Regions from separate parts of the Mus musculus genome. Here region 2 is linked to region 1. The links are chromatin contacts, called in public HiChIP or PLAC-seq maps. All regions are on one chromosome and are shown on one strand. The core of a region is the stretch at or near the end of the contact, and the rest is flanking DNA. Distances in the headings are between cores, read along the strand shown. Region 1 holds the start of Haspin (histone H3 associated protein kinase). Region 2 overlaps Trpv1 (transient receptor potential cation channel, subfamily V, member 1).

Region 1 (5,011 bases), core at 977-3,476:
CACCCAGCTATCCAAGCAACAAGTCTGTAGCCACTCCCCCATCCCCCAACTTCAATTACACATGACCTCATGCCACAACCTCCATCCACAGTCAGTTCCAGACAGCCCTAAAACATCCTGCCTCACACACCCCTTCTCCTTCAGCCCCACTCCTAGGTCAGGAGACCACACTGCTCTCATCGGACTCTCCACACAATGGTAAACTTGACCATTTGTTCCCACCTCATAGTAAGGCCTCTCTAGAGAAAATAACATTTGAGTAATGTTATACGAAGTAACTACATTACAAAGGCCCACTGGCTACAATAACATTAGCAAGTTAAAAAATAGAAACAACACATAAGAAAGAGACAGGAGAGAAAGGGTGAAGGATTAAATACAGACCAGATCATGTAATTCTTTGCACACCAAGAAAGAAGTATGGGTTTTAAGCTAAATGTATCCAACTCTAAAGTCCACTGCTTCTGTTCATTTGGAGTTTCTGGTCCAAAGTTTTTTTTTTTTTTTTTTTTTTTTTTTCGAGACAGGGTTTCTCTGTATAGCCCTGGCTGTCCTGGCACTCACTTTGTAGACCAGGCTGGCCTCGAACTCAGAAATCCGCCTGCCTCTGCCTCTCGAGTGCTGGGATTAAAGACATGCGCCACCATGTCCGGCTTTGGTCCAAAGTTTTAAAGGAGGATCCTAATGCTAAATGAATTATTTCGTGTTTTAAAAAATATTGTGCACGGGGAGGGGGGGGGCGCGCGGCTGGAGAGAGGTCTCAGCAAATAAGAACACTGACTGCACTTCCAGTGGTCCTGAGTTCAATTCCCAGCAACCACATGGTGGCTCACAACCATCTGTAATGGGATCCGATGCCTTCTTCTGGTGTGTCTGAAGATAGCTACAGCGTACTTCTTGTATACAATTTAGAAAAAATAAGTGTGCATGTATGTGCACATATGCATGGAGACCAAGAGAGGAAGTTAGATCCTCCAACAGCTGGAGTCCCAAGTAGTTGTGAGCTGCCCAACTTGAGTGCTAGGAGCCGAAGCAACATATCCTCTGTAAGAGCGCATGCTCTGAACTGCTGAGCCACCTCTCCAGCTCTTTTTTTTTTTTTTTTTTTTGGTTTTTTTCGAGACAGGGTTTCTCTGTAATAGCCCTGGCTATCCTGGAACTCACTTTGAAGACCAGGCTGGCCTTGAACTCAGAAATCCGCCTGCCTCTGCCTCCTGAGTGCTGGGATTAAAGGTGTGTGCCACCACGCCTGGCCCTCCAGCTCTTGAAGAACTATTTGTACTGGTTAGGGGGGAAGCCAAGACAAAGAGGGCATGTCCAAGGTTATGCAACAGGCCAGAGACGGTGACCTAAATTACAGCCACATCAATAGAGACAGAGAGAAGTGATTTCATATGTATTCTGAAGGTGGGATGGCAGGGTTTGCTGCTGGGATACACTTGGGGATGAAACAAAGAGGTAATCACAGGTCATTCCAACATGTCTTAGTATGGAAAAAGATTAAAATCCCTACTAAGTAACTTGCTAAGAGCTGTTTGAGACAGGCCAATCAAATGATCTATTTTGAACGGCACCTTTCAGATGCTATTATCCTTTCTTAGAGGATAGGTCCTCTAGGATTGGACGACCCAATCTGCAGTCTCTCAGTCTCAAGTACCTGCTTAGTGTGGCCCACGGAGATCTCTGCGGCCACGGTTACATTTTCTTTATTAGATGTGATAGCACAGACCACTGAATGCCATTCTTTTACATGCTGCAAAAGCAAAAGGTGAGTCTGCTTACTCCCTTTTCGTGTTTTAGGATTGAAAATCTGAATATCTAAGATAGGGCATCCAAGGTCCCAGAGCAGACATTTGAGCAAGTCCCCTTCGCCCAAGCCAAGTGTCAGTTATCCTGGCAAACAGGACCAGAGAGGCTGAAAGTCTCAGAAAGAACACTGCAGAAGCAGTCACCCTCTCAAGAGGCTCTCCACATCCCTCTCTCGGGCTCTTGAGACGACTTCGCTCACCTGCACAGGATCGCTTCCACACGCAGGCTCTTGACTCTGGGTGCACTCAGTGTGGTCCTGAAAAGAGAGCCTTTGCTGAGCCACCCTGAGCTCCAAGTCCCGCTAGGCATCTGCCCCCTGCCGGCTTCCGGGAGGTCAGGCAGGCTGCGCAGCCGAGGGCCGGCGCTAGGACCCAGCGGGCCGACGGGCGCTCGCGCGCTCGCCGCAGTCTCGCGGTGTTTCTGTTTGAAACGCCGGGCGGGCGCTCGCTATGGCACAGGCTCACCCGCGGTCGGGTACCCGGCTCTTTCGAACGTACGCGGCGAGGGGCGTCCGGGGGTCGCAGCGGCAGCCTGGCGGGCTGGCTGAGCAATGGTTCCAGCCGCCGAACCTGAAGCGCGCCTTCAGCAGCAGCCTCAGCGACAGTAACGAGTCGCCGGCTGTCGCTTCCGACGACCCGGACGACCCCGACTTCCCCGGCAGCCTCGTGGGCCAGCGGCGGAGGCGTCCTCGGGGCAGCGGCTCCCGGAACCAGCGGACCCTGACAAACACTCCAAGAGTCCAAAGGCTGCGACCTCGGCTCCCGCAGAAGTGCAGCACCCCGTGCAGCCGGCTGCGACCGCCACCTTTCCCCAACTGCAGCCCGGGCTGCCTCGGGTCGGACCACAGTGTGTGCATCCAGTCCAGGGACAGCAACGAGCTGGGCACCAGTGCCTCCCTCTTCAGCTCTCCGGCCTCGCCCGGAGCCCCCGACCCTTTGTATGCTGACTCTGCAGTCCCCGGGAGCTTCCACTTGCCGGCAGCCTCCCTAAGTGAACCGTCTGTGCCCTGCCCCCAGGTGGCAGCAACCGGTGACAGGTACACCGGGAGGGCCCTCCGAGCCGAAGCCAGCTTCAGGTCATCTCTCTTTAGCCTTGTGAACTCAGGGGCCACAGAAGAGAACAAGTTTGGGACAGATGGGGAGAATGTGAAGGAATCGTGTTGTGAAAGAAGACAGCAGATGGGAAACAGACTAACGGACCCTGATCTGACAAGCCCGGGAAAGAGAAAGGCCGCGTGTAAAAAGGTTGTGTCCCAAGGAGTCGACCAGAGAGACTATGAGGAGTCCAGTGCTTGCAAAGACCTTCGTGTACCAGGGGAAATCAGCAGGCCTAAGAGAACTGGGCCACTCCGGAAGAGGAAACAGCAAGAAGCAACGGGAACCCCTCCCCGCCACTACCACCAATCTAAGAAGAAAAGGAAAGCGTCAGTCTCCTTATGGAACTTGAATACTAGCCAGAGGGATTCTTGGACCAAAACCAGAGCCTCCTTCGGTTTCCACAAGAAGAAAATTATAACCAGTGTGATAGAGGTATGCAGTTCTGTTGCCAGTTCTTCCTCCAGGTCCCTCCTGTCTGAATGTTCGACCCCTCCTATCAAGAACAGAGCACACCTTACTGTTTCTTCTCGATGCTCTTCTGTGTATTTGCTAAGTCCCTTAAAGACCCTGCATGTCACAGACCAAAGGCCATCTTATGCTGAAAAGGTTTATGGGGAGTGTAATCAGGAAGGGCCCATCCCCTTTAGTGATTGCCTTTCCACGGAAAAACTGGAACGGTGTGAGAAGATTGGGGAAGGAGTGTTTGGAGAAGTGTTTCAGATAATTAACGACCAAGCACCTGTAGCCCTAAAAATCATTGCTATTGAAGGGTTAGATTTAGTCAATGGGTCCCACCAGAAAACCTTTGAGGAAATCCTGCCGGAGATCATTATCTCCAAAGAGCTGAGTCTCTTGTCTAGTGAGGCCTACAACCGCACAGAAGGCTTTATTGGGCTGAACTCAGTACACTGTGTTCAAGGGCTTTACCCTCCCTTGCTGCTGAAAGCCTGGGATCACTATAACACAACCAAAAGATCTGCCAATGACCGGCCTGACTTTTTCCAGGAAGACCAGCTCTTTATTATCCTGGAATTTGAGTTTGGTGGGGTTGACTTGGAGCGAATGAAAACCAAGCTGTCCTCTGTGGCGACTGCAAAGAGCATTCTCCACCAGATCACTGCATCTCTGGCTGTGGCAGAAGCATCCCTGCACTTTGAGCACCGGGACTTACACTGGGGAAATGTGCTCTTAAAGAAAACCAACCTCAAAGAACTCCGCTACACCCTCAATGGGAAAACGAGCACCATTCCCACCCATGGGCTACAGGTCAACATCATTGACTACACCCTGTCCCGCTTGGAGCGGGATGGGATTGTGGTTTTCTGTGATATCTCCGCTGAAGAGGACCTATTTACAGGTGAGGGTGACTACCAGTTTGAGATCTACAGGCTCATGAGGAAGGAGAACAAAAACTGCTGGGGTGAGTATCACCCTTACAATAATGTGCTGTGGCTGCATTACCTCACAGACAAGATTCTGAATAAGATGAAATTTAAGACTAAATGCCAGAGCGCAGCCATGAAGCAAATAAGGAAAAACCTGCAACATTTCCACAGGACTGTACTGAGTTTCAGCTCTGCCACGGACCTGCTCTGCCAACACAGTCTATTTAGGTAAGCCAGGAACTTAGACTTTCAGAGCCTCTTTAAGTACACTTTTAGGCCTCTGGTACTAATCTCTGCCACTAGAGCCAGATGGAGGTGAAAGCACATCCTTAAGAGTTCCTGTCAGCTTCTTAAAAGAGAACTGTGTTTTTCAAAAGGTAACCAAAACATTTGTTGACATGATTAAACTTGCTTTTAACAAATGTTCCTCTTTTTTAAAAAAAAAAATAAACTAGACAGAGGACAAGTGGACACATCTTTAAGTCCTCGTCCTGTCAGCAGAGTCTACAAGTCTGATGTTGCTGGTTTTTGAGCCTTGATACTTGGTGTAGGATGAGCAAAACCAAGCCTCAGCTGTGGTCCTTACTGCTCTTGATGCTGTTGTCAAGATGCAGAGCAGAGAGCAAGAGACTAGAGAGTCAAAACCAAGAGAAAGTATGGAAAATGTTTATCCGGTTCACTCCCCAATCACAGGAGCAGAATTTATAGAATTTCAACAGG
Region 2 (5,068 bases), core at 483-2,982, 120 kb before region 1:
TGTATATGTGTATTTGTATTTGTACATGTATATGTAAATGTATGAATAAAAAAGAAAGGTTGGAGGAAGGGACATGGGTAGAAGTTGGGAAGAGGAAAATAAAGTTATTATATTTTCATTTCAAAACCTATCTTTTAAGAAAAATCTTAGCCAGGTGTAGTGGCACACACCTTTACTCCCAGCACTCAAGAAGCTAAGACAGATGGATCTCTGTGAGTTCAAAGCTACCTGGTCTACATAGTAAGTTCCAGGACAGCCAGGGCTACATAGTGAGACCCTGTCTGGAATAAAAATAAATAAATCTCCAGGCTCTTAGACCCATGAAATTTCCTCTTCTTTGACAGTTGAGCTCATTCACCCAGTTTATACTTCCTTTCTCCCCCAGGCCCTGGTAAACCTGATAATTCATGAGTCTATCTCACACCTGCTTCAGGCTTTATTGCCTCTCTGCCCAAATGAGAGGGTAAAGAGATTTCTGCAACACAACTCCACATTGGGCAATCCTAAAGTGATGAACAGCAGCCAAAAAACATCAAGACTTAGAGTCAAGGCCCCACCAGGGCATAGAAGAAAATGCCAAGGGAGACATGGTGACACTGGGCTTCAAATAAGAACTTTGGCATGACCTAAAGTTCCAGGGAGCTCTTAAGGAAGACTCAGTTACCACTGCCTGTTGAGATCTGGACTAATTGGCTAGGAAGTAGAGACACCCAGTTTGGGAACTGTTGACCTAGCCAGTTCCAGGGTCTCCAGAGGTAGCTGAGGTTCCCATCACCATCCATCATATTCTAATACCAAGTGTTAGGCCAGAGGGTTTGGAACAAAGGCAAGATGGCCTGGGCCAAGAGATCCCCACCCTTCTCTTCTGATCAGGAGCCCTCGCTTTCAAAAGCCCACACAAAACGCTGGACAAAGCCAGCTCCTAGTTCAGGATTCTCAAAACTGACCACTGGTTCTAAGTCCCACCTACAGGGCCCTAAAATCACAAAATAAGGTTATAATATAACCTTATTTGTACCCCCACCATCACATTGAAGATCTACCCACACCCCTTTAGGAAGCCTTGCCTCAGCCCAGCCTTGTGATTCCACTGACCCCCTCCTGTGAGGTCAGTGAACCTGCCTGAGAGCTACCCACAACGAACTATAAGTTCAGCTCAGTTCGACTTGTTATACCAGTAGAGAAGCCATTCACTGAAGCTCCCACACACTTCCTAGTCCTTCCAGTTCCCACCTTCCTTCCCTGGCCTTTCTCCCCTGAATTCTCCCACATCTTCCTAGCGCAGGCATCTTGGTGAGAAGGGGTCCCCGTTATCTAAAGTATCTGGCTATCATCACTAGAGTTTCTACTGTCACAAAAGTGAGAAAGCAAGTAGTGAATGTGTAAAGTCTAATGCGGCACCCCCCCCCCCCCGCTTCTGTTCCAAATGGCCGCTCTAACTGGACAGCAGTTCACTGAGAGGTACAGGGTAGAGAGCCATAAGGTCCTCGTGCTCACAGATGAGCTCCAGGGAAAGCAGAAATGTTAAACACTCAGGGCTGTCTCCTCAGCAGAGCACATAAATACCTGTTTTCCATCCAGAAGGCTGGGCTGGGTGTTGGTAGCAGCCTTGGTGACCTGTGCTATCAGTAGAGTCAGGCCACACCCAAACTCCCCAGACTATTATGTTTATCCCAGATTCTTCCTCCATAGACCTTTATCTTGAGCATTGTTTCTCAGTCAACAGAACCCATCCCTAAGGGAGCTGCCACTTGTATTTTATAGCTTGGTGACCTCTAGGTTGGCCTAGACCACAGCAGATCCTCCCCTATGCACGTAATCTATAAAACCCATTCTTATGGAAGAGGCCACGTGTTAGTCACACCTTTAGCTTTATTGTGATAACTGTCACCAGGAAACTGTACCCCACCCCATGATCCTGCACTTAAATACATCTAAAATAAACTCCCCAGTGTCAGACTCACCCAACAAAGGCTAACTAAGTAGGAGGATCATGGTAAGCCACTCAGATCACCCACAAAGCCAGCTTTGAGTAGATCTGAGAGTGTTAGCACACCTAACAAATTGAAGGAAAGATAGTGAGCAAGGGTGATAAGGTGACCAGGGAGTCTTTCCAATTGCATTCCTAGGAAAGTCACAGAACTGCAGGGGACCTATGTGAAATTAACAAAGCTCCAGATCAGGGAACTGATATCCAAAAGTGAGCCTATTTTTTTTTCTGTACTAGAGATGGACTCACATGCTAAACAAGTGCTCAACCACCACTAAGCTACATCGCCAGCCCCTGAGTGAGCTTTTGATGAAATAGATTTCCATATCCAATTATAACAGACGATCTTGGACTGGACTGCCATGCTCATGACAACCATAGATGAGCAAAATTCCATTCAGCAGATGTGTTTAGGCCTGAACACATGTGACAGATGTGAGCTACTATAAACCCTAAGAGGCCCGTCATTCACAAGAGGAGCCCTATGAACACCCATCTCTCTGCTTAAGAGACAGCCTTACCTACTACTGTACAGTCAGCAGCCATCCTATAGAGCATGGAATTTCCCCTAAGCTAAAGAGAAAGCAGCTATCCTAGCAGCTGACACAGCTAGAATCAGTAGAACAGAGCATAGGAGAACATTGGGAGACTGGTTGGTTTGAGGGTTGGGTGGTTACCCACAAGTCCTTGGCTGAGATTTAGACATTGCTTGCTGATGATGAGAGTACAGGAGGTTTAGCAGAGATGCCTGCAGTGGGGTTGGAAGTGAGGTGGACACACTTAAGCTTGAGTGCAAGAAGGGAGCATGGACAGAATGCAGAGACACCCTTACACTCACTTACACATGTACACGATTAAGGTGTACTGAAGTATCTTTGAGGGAAGATAACCAAATCCAGGTTCCACAGTATCTTATCCACAATGCCCAGCACACAATCTGAAAACACTGGGCCTAAAAGGGAAACCAGGGCAATGTGGTCCTCTGTCATAAAAAAAAAAAAAAAAAAAAGGAGTTAAGAGACATGGATGCCAAGATAGCCCGGATGTTGGAATTAGCTTTGACAGCTGACTCCAAGGCCTTGTCCTTGCCAGGCTGAGAGTACCACCCCTGAGCCAGTCTACCCCTTAGCTGACAGGAAGTGCAAAGTAACTTATTAATATGTTCAAAGAAATAGAGGAAGAGCTGGAGAGGTGGCTCAGTGGTTAAGAGCACTGACTGCTTTTCCAGAGGTCCTGAGTTCAAATCCCAGTAACCACATGGTGGCTCACAACCATCTGTAATGGGATCTGATGCCCTCTTCTGATGTGTCTGAAGACATCTACAGTATACAGTGTACTCATAAAATAAATAAATCTTTATCTGCAACCCTGTAGGTGCAACAACATTATGAACTAACCAGTACCCCGGAGCTCTTGACTCTAGCTGCATATGTATCAAAAGATGGCCTAGTCGGCCATCACTGGAAAGAGAGGCCCATTGGACACGCAAACTTTATATGCCCCAGTACAGGGGAATGCCAGGGTCAAAAAATGGGAATGGGTGGGTAGGGAAGTGGGGGGGGATGGTATGGGGGACTTTTGGGATAGCATTCTAAATGTAATTGAGGAAAATACGTAATAATAAAAAATATTAAAATAAATAAATAAATAAATCTTTTTAAAAAAAAGAAATAGAGGAAACGTGCTGCTAATATAGGAATGGCTAGAGGACCTCTCAGCAAAGAAATGGAAACTTTGAGCTGGAGAGATGGCTCAATGGTTAAGAGCACTGACCGCTCTTCCAGAGGTCCTGAGTTCAATTCCCAGCAACCATATGGTGGCTCACAGCCATCTGTAATGAGATCCAAAAACTCCTGGTGTGTCTGAAGACAGCAGTGTGTTTATATACACAAAATAAATAAATAAATCTTTAGAAATGGAAACTTCAACAGAAAAACATAGAAACTCTAAAACCAAAAGGCTTAAAGTTTGAAGTTCAAATTTCTCTGGATGGAATTCAGAGCAATTGGGAGCTCACTAAAAAAAAAAAAAGAAAAGAGGAGTCAGTGAATATGAAGGCAGACCAAAAGACATCACATTTGAGAAAGAAAAAAATAATTAAGGACAAAACAAACAAACCCTACAACCTTTCTGGGACACTACTGCATAGCCTGACACCCAGCTTCTGAAACTGTGGACTGTGACCCCATATGGGGTTCCATAACAGAATGGCGGGGTTCTTGAAAATGTTGGCTACATCTTCTCAGGTTTCTGAACATGCAACAGCCAAAAGTGAATCTGAAATCAGATGGGCAGTGAGTCCGAGGAGCCGCTGGCAGTGCTCCTTGGGCACACAGATGTGTTTGAGGGCATATACCAGTCACTAAGCGTGGCCGAGTGTCTGCTGCTGCTGTGCAGCCCAGGTCTGATGTGAGGAAAGTCAAGATGGAGTAGAGACCCCTCCTTCCCAGAGCCAAGCCCCTCCCTGCCATGGGCTCATCCAGCACACCTCACCTCGGCCTGACCGCAGGGAGAAGCTCAGGGTGCGCTTGACGCCCTCACAGTTGCCTGGGTCCTCGTTGATGATGCCCACGTTGGTGTTCCAGGTAGTCCAGTTCACCTCATCCACCCTGTGGGGGAGGGGACAGGCTCTGGGAAGCCGCTGTCTAAGGCTGGACAGCCTTCATATTAGGATGAAGACATAGCAGGCAGAGGGACAGCCAGGGCTTATTTTATAGACACCCCCTATTTCCCACCACACCACAAGGCCCAAGAATTTTAAACCCTGGATGCCTGGATTTGACTCTGTTCACCAGGTAGTCCTTTTTGGACACCTCAAGTTTTTCGGTGCTTAATGTTGGAAGTTCTACCTCCTGAGATCTGAGATTGGTATCTCATGCCCAGAGCTGAATCCCATGGTGGCCCTTGGACCTGTTGCTGGCCTTGAGAGTCCCTATTTCTATGTCTAGCCTCAGGGAGCCCTGAGCCTGATCTCTACACCCTCATCTGGCTCCAGATGGGTCCCCCATGTCCAGGACTGAGACCAGTTCTCAGCTCTGACTCCTGCTTTGACCTTACCTGAAGCACCACCGGAAGTCA

Evidence for each region. HiChIP or PLAC-seq counts read pairs in DNA pulled down with a chosen protein or histone mark.
Region 2: a contact with region 1 is called in an H3K27ac HiChIP or PLAC-seq map of trophoblast stem cells, with 2.0 times the contacts expected there. The contact joins the enhancer-like site here to the promoter of Haspin in region 1. A contact is called at or near these places in 1 of 39 promoter capture datasets (3T3-L1-derived adipocytes), 1 of 484 Hi-C or Micro-C datasets (uterus), 4 of 115 datasets of contacts at active chromatin or transcription factors (embryonic stem cells, extraembryonic endoderm stem cells and trophoblast stem cells) and 2 of 9 other capture datasets (adipose tissue and pancreatic islet).

The regions. Positions count from the first base shown.
Region 1 is chr11:73,135,509-73,140,519 of GRCm38.p6, reverse strand. It overlaps Haspin (histone H3 associated protein kinase), which reads left to right and starts at 2,226. Exons shown (of 1, transcript NM_010353.2): 1 at 2,226-5,011. The coding sequence starts at 2,259. The coding sequence ends at 4,523. Itgae (integrin alpha E, epithelial-associated) reads right to left here. Exons shown (of 31, transcript NM_008399.3): 27 at 2,009-2,065; 28 at 1,658-1,753.
Region 2 is chr11:73,254,300-73,259,367 of GRCm38.p6, reverse strand. Trpv1 (transient receptor potential cation channel, subfamily V, member 1) reads right to left here. Exons shown (of 16, transcript NM_001001445.2): 14 at 5,048-5,068; 15 at 4,484-4,599. Among named protein-coding and RNA genes, the nearest start is that of Trpv3, 11 kb to the left of the region's middle. Within about 2 kb of position 1,732, at least 12 of the 459 cell types and tissues checked have an H3K27ac peak or open chromatin away from gene starts, as enhancers often do. A contact at or near this core is called in extraembryonic endoderm stem cells and trophoblast stem cells, where this site is marked.